Regions from separate parts of the Mus musculus genome. Here regions 1 and 3 are each linked to region 2. The links are chromatin contacts, called in public HiChIP or PLAC-seq and promoter capture Hi-C maps. All regions are on one chromosome and are shown on one strand. Each heading gives the region's core, a stretch centred on a gene start, on an enhancer-like site or on the middle of the called end of the contact. The rest is flanking DNA. Distances are from core to core; before and after follow the strand shown. Region 1 overlaps Gm46970 (a long non-coding RNA gene). Region 2 holds the start of Arl6ip5 (ADP-ribosylation factor-like 6 interacting protein 5). Region 3 overlaps Gm46970 (a long non-coding RNA gene).

Region 1 (4,563 bases), core at 1,441-3,940, 320 kb before region 2:
GTCCTTATAAAAGGAGGAAGGGTAAACACAGAATGAGAGACACCAGGACTGCACGCACACAGGAAAGATCACATGAAGAAAGTCTGCAAGCCAAGCAAGGAGATGACATGCAACTCACCCTGCCATTGCCTCAATCACCAACTTCCAGTCTTCAGAGCCAAGAGAAGATAGATTTTGTTCATTTAAGTCCTCAGTCCTGCCTCACTTTTTAATGGCAACCCTAGAAAATTAAAACTGTTGTTGACCCAAAGCCATCCATTGTACTGAGAGCTTGTCTTATCTTATCTTACCTATTATCACAAATATCTTCTGTTGACTTTTAAGGATTAAGTTGTGTATTAATTACATTGACATAGACGGTGTGTTTCCTGATTGTTGGCATGCCCCCAGTGATAGAATCATTGTAAAAATAGATTCCTATAGTGTTTGTATTGGTTATTTTCATGTCACTGTGGCCAACATACCTGAAAGAACAACTTGAATCAGGACAGACTTAGTGCTGATCCCTGGTTCGAGAGGGTTCGCCCCATGGTTACTTGGCTCTGTCCACTCGGACAGAATTCTGTAACAGGAGAGGTTCTCGCTCATGATGGCCAAGAGGCAGAGAACGGAGGGTACTGAGGGCCGGGAATAGCTGTCAAAGTTAAAACATCAGTGAGTATTCCCTCCAGCCAGATCCCAGCTCCCAAAATTTACAGTTTCCTACAAGTGGGGACCAAGTGTTCAAAGCAGGAGCCTGTTGAAACCACAGCGATGCTCTAAGTCCATTTCTTCTCTCTCCTATTTTGCTCAGTATAAATGAGCTGCTTCTATTCCTGGGCTCTGGGGTTTCTAAGCAGATGCCTATTTCTGTGGCTTAGTGGAGCTGAGTGGCTTGTCACAGACAGGAAGTTGGTGTGTGTGTGTGTGTGTGTGTGTGTGTGTGTGTGTGTATGGGTGTGTGTGTATACAGGAAGGGAGTCATAGGATCTGAGAACTTATTAGCTGTGTGCAACCTCGGGCAGGCTATCTTGTTTTCCTGGCTCAGTTTTCTCGTTTTCACGGTACACTGATGTATGTGTTATTTTCAGAGTTGCTGGAAGCATTAGTGTCACCGACGGGGACAGGCATACTATATTGGATGGCTTATGGTTGGTCTTCAATCAATAGTAGCTATTCTAGGTAATCAGGAAGTGTCTGTTTATTTCTCCCTTTCTGCTCCTGTGTTCTGAGTTTATATAAGCTGTGTTATGTTTGCCTACCTAAGAGGTTTAACTAATTCCCTATGTTTGGTGTATGCAATATGGCTTATGTCAGCACTACAAGGCTTGGCTGTTCAAGGGGCTTTTGTTGCCTGGTAGATACATGAAAAGGTGTGGCACAAGATGTAATGAAATAGGAGGTGTGTACATCTTTTGAAGATGACTATGTAACCTTTTGCACGATCCTTCTCTTGATGGCCCTCATTTATTTTATCTGCAAAGTGGAGCTTTAGTCTAGAATACATCTCTAGCATACATTTTTCTGAAACCAATGGTTTACCCCAAAATCACGAGGGCCAAGAGAATGGACCAAGTCCTCATTCTCATTTTTGTATTGCACAAATCCTCCTCCCATGACCACCCTCCCCAAACACCAGTTCTCACAGTTTAAATCAAATCCTATTGGCTTTGCTTCTTTGCTGAGACAAGGTTTCATATAGAGTCAGACTAGCCTAGAACTTGCAACATAGCCTAGGCTGTCCGTGAGCTCCTGGCAATCCCCCTGCCTCATCTTTCTGAGTACTGGGATTGCAAGTTGGAACCACCATGGCCAGCTTTTGGCACTTTGATGTTTATTTAAAAACAGCTTACATAAAAGGAGCTTCTATCAGCTTTTGGGAGATTAAAGTAAATGAACTTGTTTCCTGAAACCACTTGGGATTTTCTTCTAAAAGGTTTCTGGAAAATATTGCACGGAACTTCCAATCTGCACTATATTTTATTTGTAACTGATTTCCTAAAATATCGAGTTTCTGTCATGGTTTGGGTATGAAGTGTCTCCCAGATGGCTCAGGTGTTAAAGCGCCCCAATGATGGACTCTGGCTTATCAATGGATCAGTACATTAGTGAATGATGCAAAAATGTGTTGTTCTTACTGGAAGGTGGGACAGATATTTGAAGTCGGGGCCAAGCTGGAAAGTCATGAGGGTGGGTCCTTAACAGCCTTGTCCCTGCCCCCTCTCCCCTTCACTCCCTCTGTCCTCCCTGTGACAGCAGCCCCCTGTTCCACATGTTCTTACCACCATGATATTTTATTCTACTTCATAGTAATGGAGGAAGCCAGCCAGGGGGTACACCTCTAAAACCATAAATGAGAGAACGATTTCGTATCTTTGTCATTGCATGAGAAACTGACTGGCATGGTTTCTGCATGGGAAGACTGACTTATTCTGTGGCGTCTATGAGCAGCGCAGGGCAAAGGTGCTTGTAGGGATTCGAGTTGAGTTCCTTCTGCCTTCTGCACCAACTGGACTTTCAGGCCTGCATGGGGGGGGGGGTGACGGGCTATAGAGGAGCAAGTGGGTGGGAAGCTGCCAAGGGGAGGGTGTGACAGGAGCCTCATTCATCCACACAATGAAACAATGAAAGGCACATCTGCTATGTCTGCCCTCCTAGTCCAGAGTTTACCCTCTGCTGTGTGAAGCAGTTTGGCCAAACAATTGGCAAGGGGGAGGCGTGCTTACTGAATGAAGCAGAGCCTCCAGGGAAAAGCCGTGTCTTTTATAGGGAGTATGATAGATACGTCCAAATGCTCTCAAGGCACAATGCCCACGCTAACGGTTAGTTCATCAGCACCCACAGCCAGCTTCATCCTTACCATACAGTCAATATCTATTCAAAGCCCAGACTCAAAGCTGCCACGATGCTTTCTATAATCCTGAGATTCGAGTCTAAGATGCTATCATCCCACGTTCTCGCTCCTACCCCAACAGCCCTGATGGTATTGTAGGTAACTTGCTGCACTTCAGAATCTCCCCCTACAGAGCCCAGCCTGACGCCAGATGTCCAGGGGTCATATGATGATTCCTGAAAGGTCAAGTCAGCGTTTGCCTCTTCGGTTGTTAAGGAGAACAGTCCACTGTCATTGGTGTTTTGAGAGAGCTCTTGCTCTAAATATCTAATTGTCTGAATCTCGAAACCTGTGATTAATCTGTAGCCAGCCAGGGGAAAATTAGAAATAAACTGGAATTGTCAGTGACTTGAGGCTGACGGTCCTTCTAACCGCTGCCGAAGTGACCGAGCCTCTTTTCTCTGTGTTCCAGGCTTAGAGAAGAAACCCAGGAGAAATAATGTGGGGAAGCAAAAGATGACATTGGCACAGGCCGGACCAAGCATCCTTCCTGTGAGAACAGACTGAGGGCGAGAGAGAAGCCATTCGGCAAAGGTAAGCACCCAGTTCTGTGACTACCAAAACCTCGCATGAGCCGTGAGCCCACTCTGAGGTGTCCACGGGGAGGGAGTAGAAAGCACGTTACCACGACCTTCCAACCATCTGCATTGCCGCTGATGAAGATGAAAGAACACACTTATTCTTCCACGTTGAAATAAAAGTGAAATGGCCCAAAGGTGACAGGATACTTCCATTCTATAGGGGTTCTCTTCCTAAAGAAAAATAAATAAATAAACTAAAAAGAAAAGAAAAAGGAAAAAGATTTAAAAGTAGCACCTGTTCTGTGCTTTAGATGAGTTGCCTATGTGTTGCTCAAATTTTGTACAAGCATTCTACTTGTGAATTTCTTTTCTTTAAAAAAAAAATCTTTGTGTATATATAGGGAGTTTTGCCTGTATGCATGTCTGCGCACCTAGTGCATACCTGGTGCCCACAGAGGCCAGAAGAGAACTTGAGAGTCCTTGGGACTGGAGTTCCCTGGGATAGTTGTGAACTACCATGTGGGTGCTGGAAGTCAAACCCAGGTCTCCCGGAAGGGCAAGTGGTAGTGTGTGGCATGGGCATCTCTCTAGCCCCAATTTATTTATTTATTTATTTATTTATTTATTTATTCATTCATTCATTCATTCATTCATTCATTTCACAGTTGCCCCAATTTATCTATCTATCTATCTATCTATCCATCTATCTAATTCACAGTTAAACATGTAACTAGCTTAGGCCTAATGAACAGGCGAACAAAGTTAATGATTGAGATTTAGTGATTTTGTTTGTTCTTTGACAATTTCATAGGTGTGTACAATGTAGCTTGATCATATCAGACCCTTTCCCTTCTTTCTCTTTTTTTAAATCTGATCTCCCCAACACTGCCCCTTTCAACACTAATGTCCTCTTGTTCTTTTTAAATAACTCGCTGAGTCCAACTACTGCCGTCCATATGTGCACAGGCGTGGGGCCATCCACCAGTGCCCTGGTTCTGAGCCTTCCGAATGCTTTAATACAGTGCTTCATGGCACGGTGACCTTCAAACATAAAATTTTGGTGGCAACTTCATAACTACAATGCTGCTAGTCTTATGAATTGTAATGTAAATATCTCTGTTTTCTGATGGTCTTTGGCGACCCCTCAAAGCAGTCATGAGCCACAGATTG
Region 2 (4,295 bases), core at 822-3,321:
CTATGAAGGCCACAAGGTGACCAGGGCTGTGCTGGAGTCTGGACATATAATGCTTTGAGTGTGAGGGGAGGGGGATTTTATTTATTTTTTCCTTGTATATTTGATTGGTCTGTGTCAAACCTTTCTATTTAAGAGAAGATAATCCACCCCATAACTAGGTAACCACCAAAGAGGAAGAAAAGAATATGAAAGTTTACAAGAGATGTAAACCCATTATTAGAGTTCTTTGGTTTTGTTTTGTTGGATTTTCAAGATAGGGTTTCTCTGTGTATCCCCAACTATACTCATACTTGCTCTGGAGACCAAGCTGGCCTTGAACTCACAGAGATTCGACTGCCTCTGCCTCCCAAATGCTGAGATCGAAGGCGTGCACCAGCAGTGCCCAGCTAGTTATTTTATTTTAAAGAAGCGACTTTGTGAAGTCTGTCCTCTGGGAAGAAGCAGAGTTTTGGGGGCAGGTTCAGGAACAACTGCCTCTGGCTTTCTTCCCCTGACTAATGGTTGCTCAGCTGCCCGTTTAGTCAGAGTCCGCTAGAGCCTGTGTCCTCTGCACACTACGCCATCCCCAGAGTTGGCAGTTCCTTCAGCCACACACAGCTAAGATCTCACATGGAGCCCACATTTGAGAACCGGTGACCACTCCGAACCACGCCTGGAAATGAGGAAGCTTGCCAGTCTCCTCCGTGCTGTGAGTTTGCTCCTTTTGAGGCTCAGCAAATGCCATGTGTCCCTGGGCCAGAATTCAAGTCTGATTCATCTTGGTGCGCTCAGAGCTTGGCGTGGGATCTGGTGCCCAGAGGTAGCTAAGTAAATAAGCCAGCTAACCTCAGGCCAACTTAAGACAGCGCCTTATCACGCACCCCTTCCTAAGAGCCCCGAGTGTGCATCTCTTCTCTCTCCTTTTTGGGATTGTTTTTTGTTTTTCTCCCTAGCAGCTTCTCTTTCTCTTTGGGTTTGTTCGGAAAGAGAAACCTTAGAAAAGGACTTCTTTTAGGGCAAGAGGGTGTTTTGTAAAACCTTCTATTTAAATTCGTATAAGAGATAATAAAATGGCGAATATAACCATTTATTTTGTTAAAAGGTGGAAGAAGCATTTTTAAAGGGTAACCTACAAGGAAAAACAGCTTCTCAGGAAACAGGTGCGGAAATGTGTACGTGTATGTGCGCCAGAATGTTCACGTATAACCTTACTTAGCACAGGAAACTTCTTAACCAGCATCGAAAAGGCCTTCAGAGATGTTTAAGACCCCAGGCTAAGGAGCAAAGCTAAAGCGACCGTGTCCGGCAACTTCTAGGGGAAAAGAAAATGTCAGGGGGCCTCGTTTCCAGAGTCACCTCACAGGGGAAGATGCGCCACCAGGAGACTCGCATCCGCCTGAGCGGAAGCTCAGTTCTATGTACAGTATAGACAGACATTAGCCGGAGAGGCCACTTAAACACAGCCCTGGGTCCACACCCTGTCACTCCAGGCTTTGCTAGGCAGCCCCAGGACAAGGTTACAACACCACCACATTTTTTCTTATTTTTAAAACACCCACTGTGCTACAAACATCTGACAGGCGAATATCTTCAGCACGGGGACGTGGGAGGGGGTAGTTCTCATTGTCCCAAGTTCTCAGCGTTTTCCTCACCTCTTCCCTCCCAGGGTCCCTGCTCAAGCCTCTAGAGCAAAAAGAGAAAGAAAGGGGACCTCAGAGAGCTGTGGCCTCGCCCTGAGAACAAGTTTCCACTGGGTGGGCCACTTCCCGAGACCCTTCCCTGAGGCAGGCGCTCCGTGTGGACCTAGTCTTGCATTTCGCGATCTTGTCCTCGTGGTCCCTACGTCCTGACCCTGGACAGGTGCTCCAGGCAGAAGACCCCACTTACCCAACAACCGAAATCATCATGGCAGCCACCACCAGGTAGTTGGTCTGGTAATAGAGCAGATTGCTCACTACACGGTTGTTCCATTTGGAAATGTCCCTGAAGTCCGGCCGGGCGAAACGATCAGAGCCCGGGAAGAAATCGTCCCAGGCACGGAGCGGGGCGAGGTTCACGTCCATGTTCCTCTGCTTCGCGAGCTTCGCCTTCGGAATCTGGAGGCGGCGGCAGCGACAACCAGCTGGATGAAAGATGACAGCGGGTCCTTCGGATTGGTTCTGCGGTTAAAGCACGGCAGGGCTCAGAAAATTGGCTGCGGGCGGGTGTGTTGGTCTGTCTGTGATTGGCTGGAAGTGGTTAGTGACTCAGAGCAGTGGGCTTTATCCAATGTTAGGACAAAAAGTAACTAGCGGAAATCCCCTACCTAAACTAAAGGTGGTGTCAGTTCTCTCTGGCAGTTTAAATACAAACCATCTCTTTTTAAACACATCGCTTGTGTGTGTTCTTTGCCCTGAAGGGAGAAAAAAAAAAAAAAAAAAAAAAAAAAAAAAAAAAAAAAAGCAGCTGTTCAGCTGTCAATATAAGTGGAATGGAATGGAAGCCGGCCTCAGTGTCACTGAAGTCCGGTATTGCTAATCTCCCCACATATGCGTGCAATTTTCATGAGTCACTTTGTGTGAAATCACACTAGAAAAAAAAAAAATGGGAGCAAGGGTTTGACTGAAGTGAACTGAAATAAAGTGATTGCCAGCTCGCCTTTTTCTTCGCCCTTCATTTCTGCTGTCCTGTGGCAAAATTACTGAACCGTTGTGCCATCGTTATAGATAGAAGATAGATAGAAGCGGATGACTTCACTTCTTCCTGAGCGAGCTCTTAGCAGCTTCAAAGCAGACAGCTGCTGGAGGTGCTCTGTGTTCCTGGGCAGAAACATGGCTTCCCAGGCCAGAAAGGTTTCTTAGTTTTATTCCAATATTAAACAAATAACATTTACCTAAGAAAACAACTTCTACAAGACCACCAAGCTACACAACCATAACACATACACAGAGAACCTAGCACAGACACACGTAGGCCCTGTGCTAGCCGCTTCAGTTTCTGTGAGCGCCTATGAGCCCTGCTTAGTTGATGCTGTGGGTTGTTTTCTTGTGGTGTCCAGGATCCCCCTGACTCCTAGGCTTCTAAGATGGCAGTGCCTAAGGTAACAGTGTTTCTAAATTTGCAACTGTTAATTTTTAACCAAACTCAAAGTGCTCTACTAAGACCACCAACTTACCCTAAAACAAAGAGTAGTAAAATATACTTGAGGCGAAGTCAGACTTAGTTGTTTAGCTGATTAGAAAGGCAGTTGAGGAAATCATTGGGGGCTTTATGAAAATGTCTTCTGCCACTGGTGTTTAGGATAGCCTGGCAATGGACTCCAGCAATTTACTTTGGAGAAAAGTAGTTCCTAAAAAATCAAAACAAAACTAATTTATTGTGAATGAATGTCTTGCCTGCATTGTGTATGTGCTGTACCCGCATGCTTTGTGCCTGCTGAGGTCAGAAGAGGGTGCCAGAGCTCTTGGAACTGGAGTTACAGATGATTCTAAGCTGCCACGTGGGAACTGGGACTTGAATCTGGGTCCTCTGAAAGGACAGCAAATGCTCTTAACCTCTGAGTCATCTCTCCAGGCCAGTGGAGGAATGTCTTAACTTCCCCCAGCCTTCCTTGATTCTTAGGTAAACCGGGGTTAGTAGAAAATCTGCCACAGAGGCTAAATGAGGGATGTTTGGGAAGTGTTTAGTATATGCAGCATTTACAGATTTTACTGTTATCAGTAATAATACAAACTGGCATGGTGAGGCAGACCTATTCCGGAGACCAAGACAGGAGAATTTTAAGTTCAGGGCTTGTAGGGATTACAAAGTGAGTTCAAGGCCAGCCGGAGCAAGTTGGTAAGATTGTGGCTCAACATAAAAAGCGAGAAGAGTGCTAGAAATAGAGTTCAGTGATCAAACTTGCCTAGCATGGAGCAGCATTGGTCCTGTGTGCAGACCCCATTATTACAAAAACAAACAAACAAACAAACAAACAAACAAACCAAATAGCTAGCAGAGTCCTTAATTTTTCTGGTTGATGTTTACAGTGTTTTAACCTGTTTTCTATACTTTTAAAATAAACACCTGCTGCTGTTGATCTCAGGTCCTGTTGTCATTGATCATTGTGGTTGCCTCTGAATAGATAAAATGGGAGAAAAATGTTGAGACTGCTTAGTACCCTGCTAGCAGGTATTCTAAGGCCTTCCTAATGCTGGTAAGGCACAGTGGGGAGTCACAAAGGGGAAATGCTTGCCTTGCTCTGTCTTCTAAGGGCCTACAGTGCAGGAAATACTCAACTCTGAGACCTTGAGGTGAGTGCTAAATAGAGCCTTGCCAGGCCTCTATTCAGTTACAGG
Region 3 (4,477 bases), core at 1,441-3,940, 300 kb before region 2:
ATACCTTAAATGATTGACGTGACTAATTTCTAAATGACGAGAGAAAGTCAACACATAAAAAGGTCTGAATCCATGAAGACCTTATTCATCTCACTCTGGTCCTTTGTGTTTCAAGAGAAACTTGGCCAGATAGATTCTCTTTGACCATTAGAAGGAGGGGTGGCCTTTAAACAAGGGACTGTCCACCCCAGGCAGGCCACATTCCACCACCCTTATCTTGTCTCTCTCTCTGCTTCTGCTTCTTCTCACTAACTTTGGGGCTATCAAGAGAACAGGGACCCTGAAAGTAGACACTGTGTCCTGTGGTGAAATGTCAGTGACAACTTCTCCAAATTCCAGGTGTCCCTTTCTTGTGATGTCAGGGATATCTAGCTCATCTTTCCTTAGTTCTGATTTGAAAGGGTTGTTTAAATATATGTTTCTAGAGTCAGCAAGTTAGCATGGGTTATGAGGCAGACAGCTGGGATCCAGGGAAACCTTGTCTGAGTCATACTGTTTTCCTCCTCTTCCTCCTCCTCTTCCTCTTCCTCCTTCTTTTCCTCCTCCTCTTCTTCCTCCTCCTCTTCTTCCTCTTCCTCTTCCTCCTCCTCCTCCTCTCCCTCCTCCTCTTCCTTTTTCTCTCCCTCTCTATGTCTCTTTTTCTCTCTCCCTTCCCATTGTCTATCAGTCTGACAGTGAGGATGACAGCAAGCACCTCTCTGGGGTGATAAGCACATCAGAGATTTAATGGATAGAAAGTGATTAGCATAACACTTGGGACACGGTCAACCCCAGTAAACATTCACTGTCACTGTCACCTTCATCTAGAGGAAAGTGCTGCCTGTCTAACTAGATCATCAAGTGTGTAATATTTCTGATATATGTCTGGCATTTGTATGAACACTCCATCACTTATTGATGAAGCTTTGGTTTAAAAACTGAAAAATTTTAAATCTTGAGTCAAGAGTTTGTTCTGATTTGGTTTATATCAAGCATGGTGTCAGCTTCTCGCCCTTTTACTCCTGGACAGTTCAAAGTCACCGCAGGAAAGTTTGCAGGCTCCATTTTGGAAGTAGAGATTTTCTCGTGCATCATATAGTTTTTAAGAAGTCACAGGACAGAAGATTTCTGATTCCCCAGGCTCCTGACAAAGAGATTCACTTTGCTGAGGGATCAGGCCTGGGGTGACTCACATCCTGTGGAATGAGAAATCAGTTTAGGAAGCCATGCTGTCTCTTCCTGTCTGCCCCAGGTATGAATGGTGTTGCTTAGACACGTTTAATTACTCAGACGCACCTCGCTCCAGGCTGAGGGCCTGTGTGCCTTTCATGAGTTGAGTCCTCTTTGTAAGAGTCTCGGGGCAGTGAAAAGTTAAACCGGTCGTGAGTTAAACTTTCTCCAAGCAAAAGCAGCCAACAGAGAATCCACAGTACAGTCAGTCACAGAAGCGTGATGGTAGCACAAATAGCTTAAGAATTAGAAGCTGCCAGGAAAAAAAAAAAAAACAAACAAAAAAAAAAACAAATAAAAAAAAAAAACAAACAAAAAGCCAGGAAATGTGGACAGCTTGTGTGGTGGCTTTGGATTTAAATTGAACTTCTGAGAGCCCTGAGCTGTCGCCACCATGTAGCACCACTGAGAGATGAATGATATGCAGCATTGCTGAGAGACAATGACAGTGTTCCCTTGTCAATCTGTCAGGGTATCTTCAGCTGTCACTGGGAGGGTGGGAGGGTGGAAGGGTGGGTCAGTCTGCAAGATTTGTGAATCCAACCTAGGCGATTCCTGGGAACCCTGGCTCCCTTTCTAGAAGGCTGATTACAGGATTCCAAACATCAGTGCTTTCCATTACAACTTAAAAGTGAGCACACAGTAGCAGCAGCAAAAACAAAAACAAAAACAAAAAAACAGTTCCTCTCCACCCTGCTCCCTTCAATGACCTTTCAAGCATTGCTCATTAAAAGAGGGTGCCTCTGAGGTGTACCTCAGTGGTAGGATATTTACCTGACATGGGTGATGTCCTGAGTTTTATTCTCAGCACTGCAAAAAGAAGACAGCACGTCTTGTGGGTAGAAATAGCATGCTGCGTTGCTTCTCCATGGTCATTTCTAGGCCCTACCTGCTTCCTTTCTCTTGGGCATGTGTTTGGTGGTCTGCTCCTAGGGGCAGCATTTTCTCAGAGGCTACTGCCTCACAGGGTGAGTACACTGGACATGCTCTGGAACTCTCAGACTCCTCCTGTGCTACACGCATTCCCACTGACTTGCACACTGCTACACACACTCATACACGCTCACATTCTCCTAGACTGCCTCGCCTTGATGCCCTCGGCTGCTCACCCACACATGCGCTCTTTGACATCAGGATGACATGGAGGTTGCCTGGTTTTCAAAGCTGTAAGAACTCCACCTCAGTTCAACCCGGTAGACAGTAAGTTGTCATCGAAGCGCTGTCGTGATGGAGGGACGTGGTCACGAACAAACATTGTACTCAGAGAAGAAGGTGGAGAGCTACCAAAAAATGGGCCTTTACCCTTCTGCTACAGAACCTGAGGACAGCAAGCCAAGGTCTATTCTGTGTCCTGGGAAATAGCATTTGTTTTCAGGAAATGTGATCGTTTTGAGGAAAGGGTGGAGTTTGGGGGGAGGGGGCACTGTCTGGAGCTTCTGGGGATTTTGAAAGTGAAGGCAACTATGGTTTACACTGACTTCAGCAGTAAGAGATAGTTATTGGCTCACGAAACTGAGTTGCTTACTTCAGACAAAGTTTGATCAAGAGGCTGACAACGGTCCCCCGATTGCCTTTGCTTTGCATTTCCTGCAGGTGATCGCTGTGACCAGATCGTCCTCCTGTATAACAGCACGAACACGGTAGTAACTTGTTCCTAAACAGGGAAGAGAGAGTAAATCGACCGGTCTCCCAGAATTCTAAGTGATAGGCCTTACATTCTCTCTGATGGATTGCCTTATGTCCGGGGCCACTGATGTGCTAACTGGTTTGTGCTATTCAAGATTCCTTCCAGAGTGAGGAGTTGAGGAGAGGGGAGACTAAGAAGGGAACATCAGGAAGGATGATGGAAGCTTCTGGCAACTAAACCACCTGATGAGACCTTCGGCTATCTAGAAGGGGACCTCATTATTGTCCTCATGTCATCTTCTCAAAGGCTGGTGACACAGCATAAACTCCCTGCTCCCTCCTCATCGCAACTTTCCATGGTACACGCAGACACGTGGGGCTTGTGTCCTCGCCTCTCTGCTTGAGTTGGCTTCCATTTTGGTGGATTCTTGTTGGAAATTTCTCGATAGCCCAGCAGATTGCCTTCCCAACGTGAGAAAAGAAGTTCAGACCTCTGCCTCCAGGGTAAAGATCAAGCCAGAATTTGCGAGTAACCTGCTTCCATCTTCCTTTTGTGGCTTCTGCCCCAATAAGAAGCGATAAGCCAAAGCCCAGTCCCTGCAGAAGCAGCTAAAGTAGTGGACTGGTGATCCCCGGGCCCTTTACTGACAGCCTGTCATTTCCCCCGGGGCTGTCCCTCCGAGTCTGCACATGCTCTTCATGAACAGTCTTAGGGAGGAGGAATTTCCCTCTGTATTTCATAGATAGCAAGGCAGAGCCTTGATGGGGGTGAAGTAATTCCCTCAGGTGATGAGGCATATGAAGACCAAAGTGGGATTTTGGCCTAGGTTTGCTAGAGCTTGTGGGTGGCACCTAAGCTTCTCACCAGCGTCTCTCTTCAGTCACACACTCACAGCACTGCTCCAGGGGTAAGAAGTCAGCCTTCCCATCTTCTGCCTTTCCTTCTTGAAGTCCTCTTCACGCGTGGCTCGGTCTTACTGCCAGAACCCCACACAGCCCCTGGCCTCCCTCTCAGAACAGCTGCCCCTGTTTATCCACCTACTCAGGCCCGCCTGTGTAGTGCCATAAACCCTGCTTCTTTGAGAATTTCATTTCCCTGTTTTACATCATTTAAAAAAAAAATCAAAACACACATTTCATTCCATCACAGCCCTGCCCTTTCTTAACTGTTCAAGTCCCCAAGTGCTGTTGATTGTATTGAATGCAGTCCCAAGTGCTGTTGATTGTATGGAATTTGATCATGGAGGCTGTTTGCTTTTCAACAAGGGCCTTGGCTTGCTCAATAGGGGGAAGTTTCACTCACATGAACAAGACAGCGCCTTCTGGAGCCCTTGGCTCTTGAGCCACTCCAGGTGAGTACAGTGTCTCCTTTGCACCCGGCAGTGTCCAGCAGACCATTAGCCAAAAGGAACACTCTAAGTTCCAATCCTGAATGGTTCTGTTACTTCAAAAGGAATGTGCCAGCGATGCCTCCAAGCCCCTTTCCATACCAAAATGTCCTCCTCATTTCACCTTCTTCTTGCTTCCATGTTTTATCTCCTCTCTCTGTTTCTCACAATCATGTCCAGGGTCAGCCACAGCCTTTAAATGATAAATGAATGTTATTGGCATGTAGCCATGTTCATGTATGTAAGTATTTTCT

The links. Promoter capture Hi-C pulls out the DNA fragments that hold promoters and counts their contacts. HiChIP or PLAC-seq counts read pairs in DNA pulled down with a chosen protein or histone mark.
Region 1: a contact with region 2 is called in an H3K4me3 HiChIP or PLAC-seq map of embryonic basal ganglia, with 4 times the contacts expected there. The contact joins the enhancer-like site here to the promoter of Arl6ip5 in region 2. A contact is called at or near these places in 8 of 39 promoter capture datasets (the C10 cell line, cranial neural crest, hippocampal neurons and 3 more), 2 of 15 datasets of contacts at CTCF or cohesin (the NIH/3T3 cell line and embryonic stem cells), 6 of 484 Hi-C or Micro-C datasets (the N1E-115 cell line, bone marrow-derived macrophages, cortical neurons and 3 more), 20 of 115 datasets of contacts at active chromatin or transcription factors (the 230-238 cell line, DN3 thymocytes, astrocytes and 13 more) and 3 of 9 other capture datasets (adipose tissue, liver and pancreatic islet).
Region 3: a contact with region 2 is called in a promoter capture Hi-C map of liver, with 3 times the contacts expected there. The contact joins the enhancer-like site here to the promoter of Arl6ip5 in region 2. A contact is called at or near these places in 18 of 39 promoter capture datasets (the C10 cell line, the HPC-7 cell line, cranial neural crest and 11 more), 2 of 15 datasets of contacts at CTCF or cohesin (the NIH/3T3 cell line and embryonic stem cells), 8 of 484 Hi-C or Micro-C datasets (the N1E-115 cell line, bone marrow-derived macrophages, cortical neurons and 4 more), 25 of 115 datasets of contacts at active chromatin or transcription factors (the 230-238 cell line, DN3 thymocytes, astrocytes and 14 more) and 4 of 9 other capture datasets (adipose tissue, embryonic stem cells, liver and 1 more).

Annotation. Positions count from the first base shown.
Region 1 is chr6:97,527,573-97,532,135 of GRCm38.p6, reverse strand. It overlaps Gm46970 (a long non-coding RNA gene), which reads right to left. Exons shown (of 5, transcript XR_003956336.1): 2 at 465-634; 3 at 119-220. It also overlaps a transcript of Frmd4b not described here. Among named protein-coding and RNA genes, the nearest start is that of Gm25852, 18 kb to the left of the region's middle. Within about 2 kb of position 2,690, at least 34 of the 459 cell types and tissues checked have an H3K27ac peak or open chromatin away from gene starts, as enhancers often do. A contact at or near this core is called in the N1E-115 cell line, cortical neurons, embryonic basal ganglia and 1 more, where this site is marked.
Region 2 is chr6:97,208,568-97,212,862 of GRCm38.p6, reverse strand. Arl6ip5 (ADP-ribosylation factor-like 6 interacting protein 5) reads right to left here and starts at 2,071. Exons shown (of 3, transcript NM_022992.2): 1 at 1,867-2,071. The coding sequence starts at 2,042.
Region 3 is chr6:97,507,749-97,512,225 of GRCm38.p6, reverse strand. It overlaps Gm46970 (a long non-coding RNA gene), which reads right to left. Exons shown (of 5, transcript XR_003956336.1): 1 at 1-4,477. It also overlaps a transcript of Frmd4b not described here. Among named protein-coding and RNA genes, the nearest start is that of Gm46970, 14 kb to the right of the region's middle. Within about 2 kb of position 2,690, at least 17 of the 459 cell types and tissues checked have an H3K27ac peak or open chromatin away from gene starts, as enhancers often do. A contact at or near this core is called in liver and trophoblast stem cells, where this site is marked.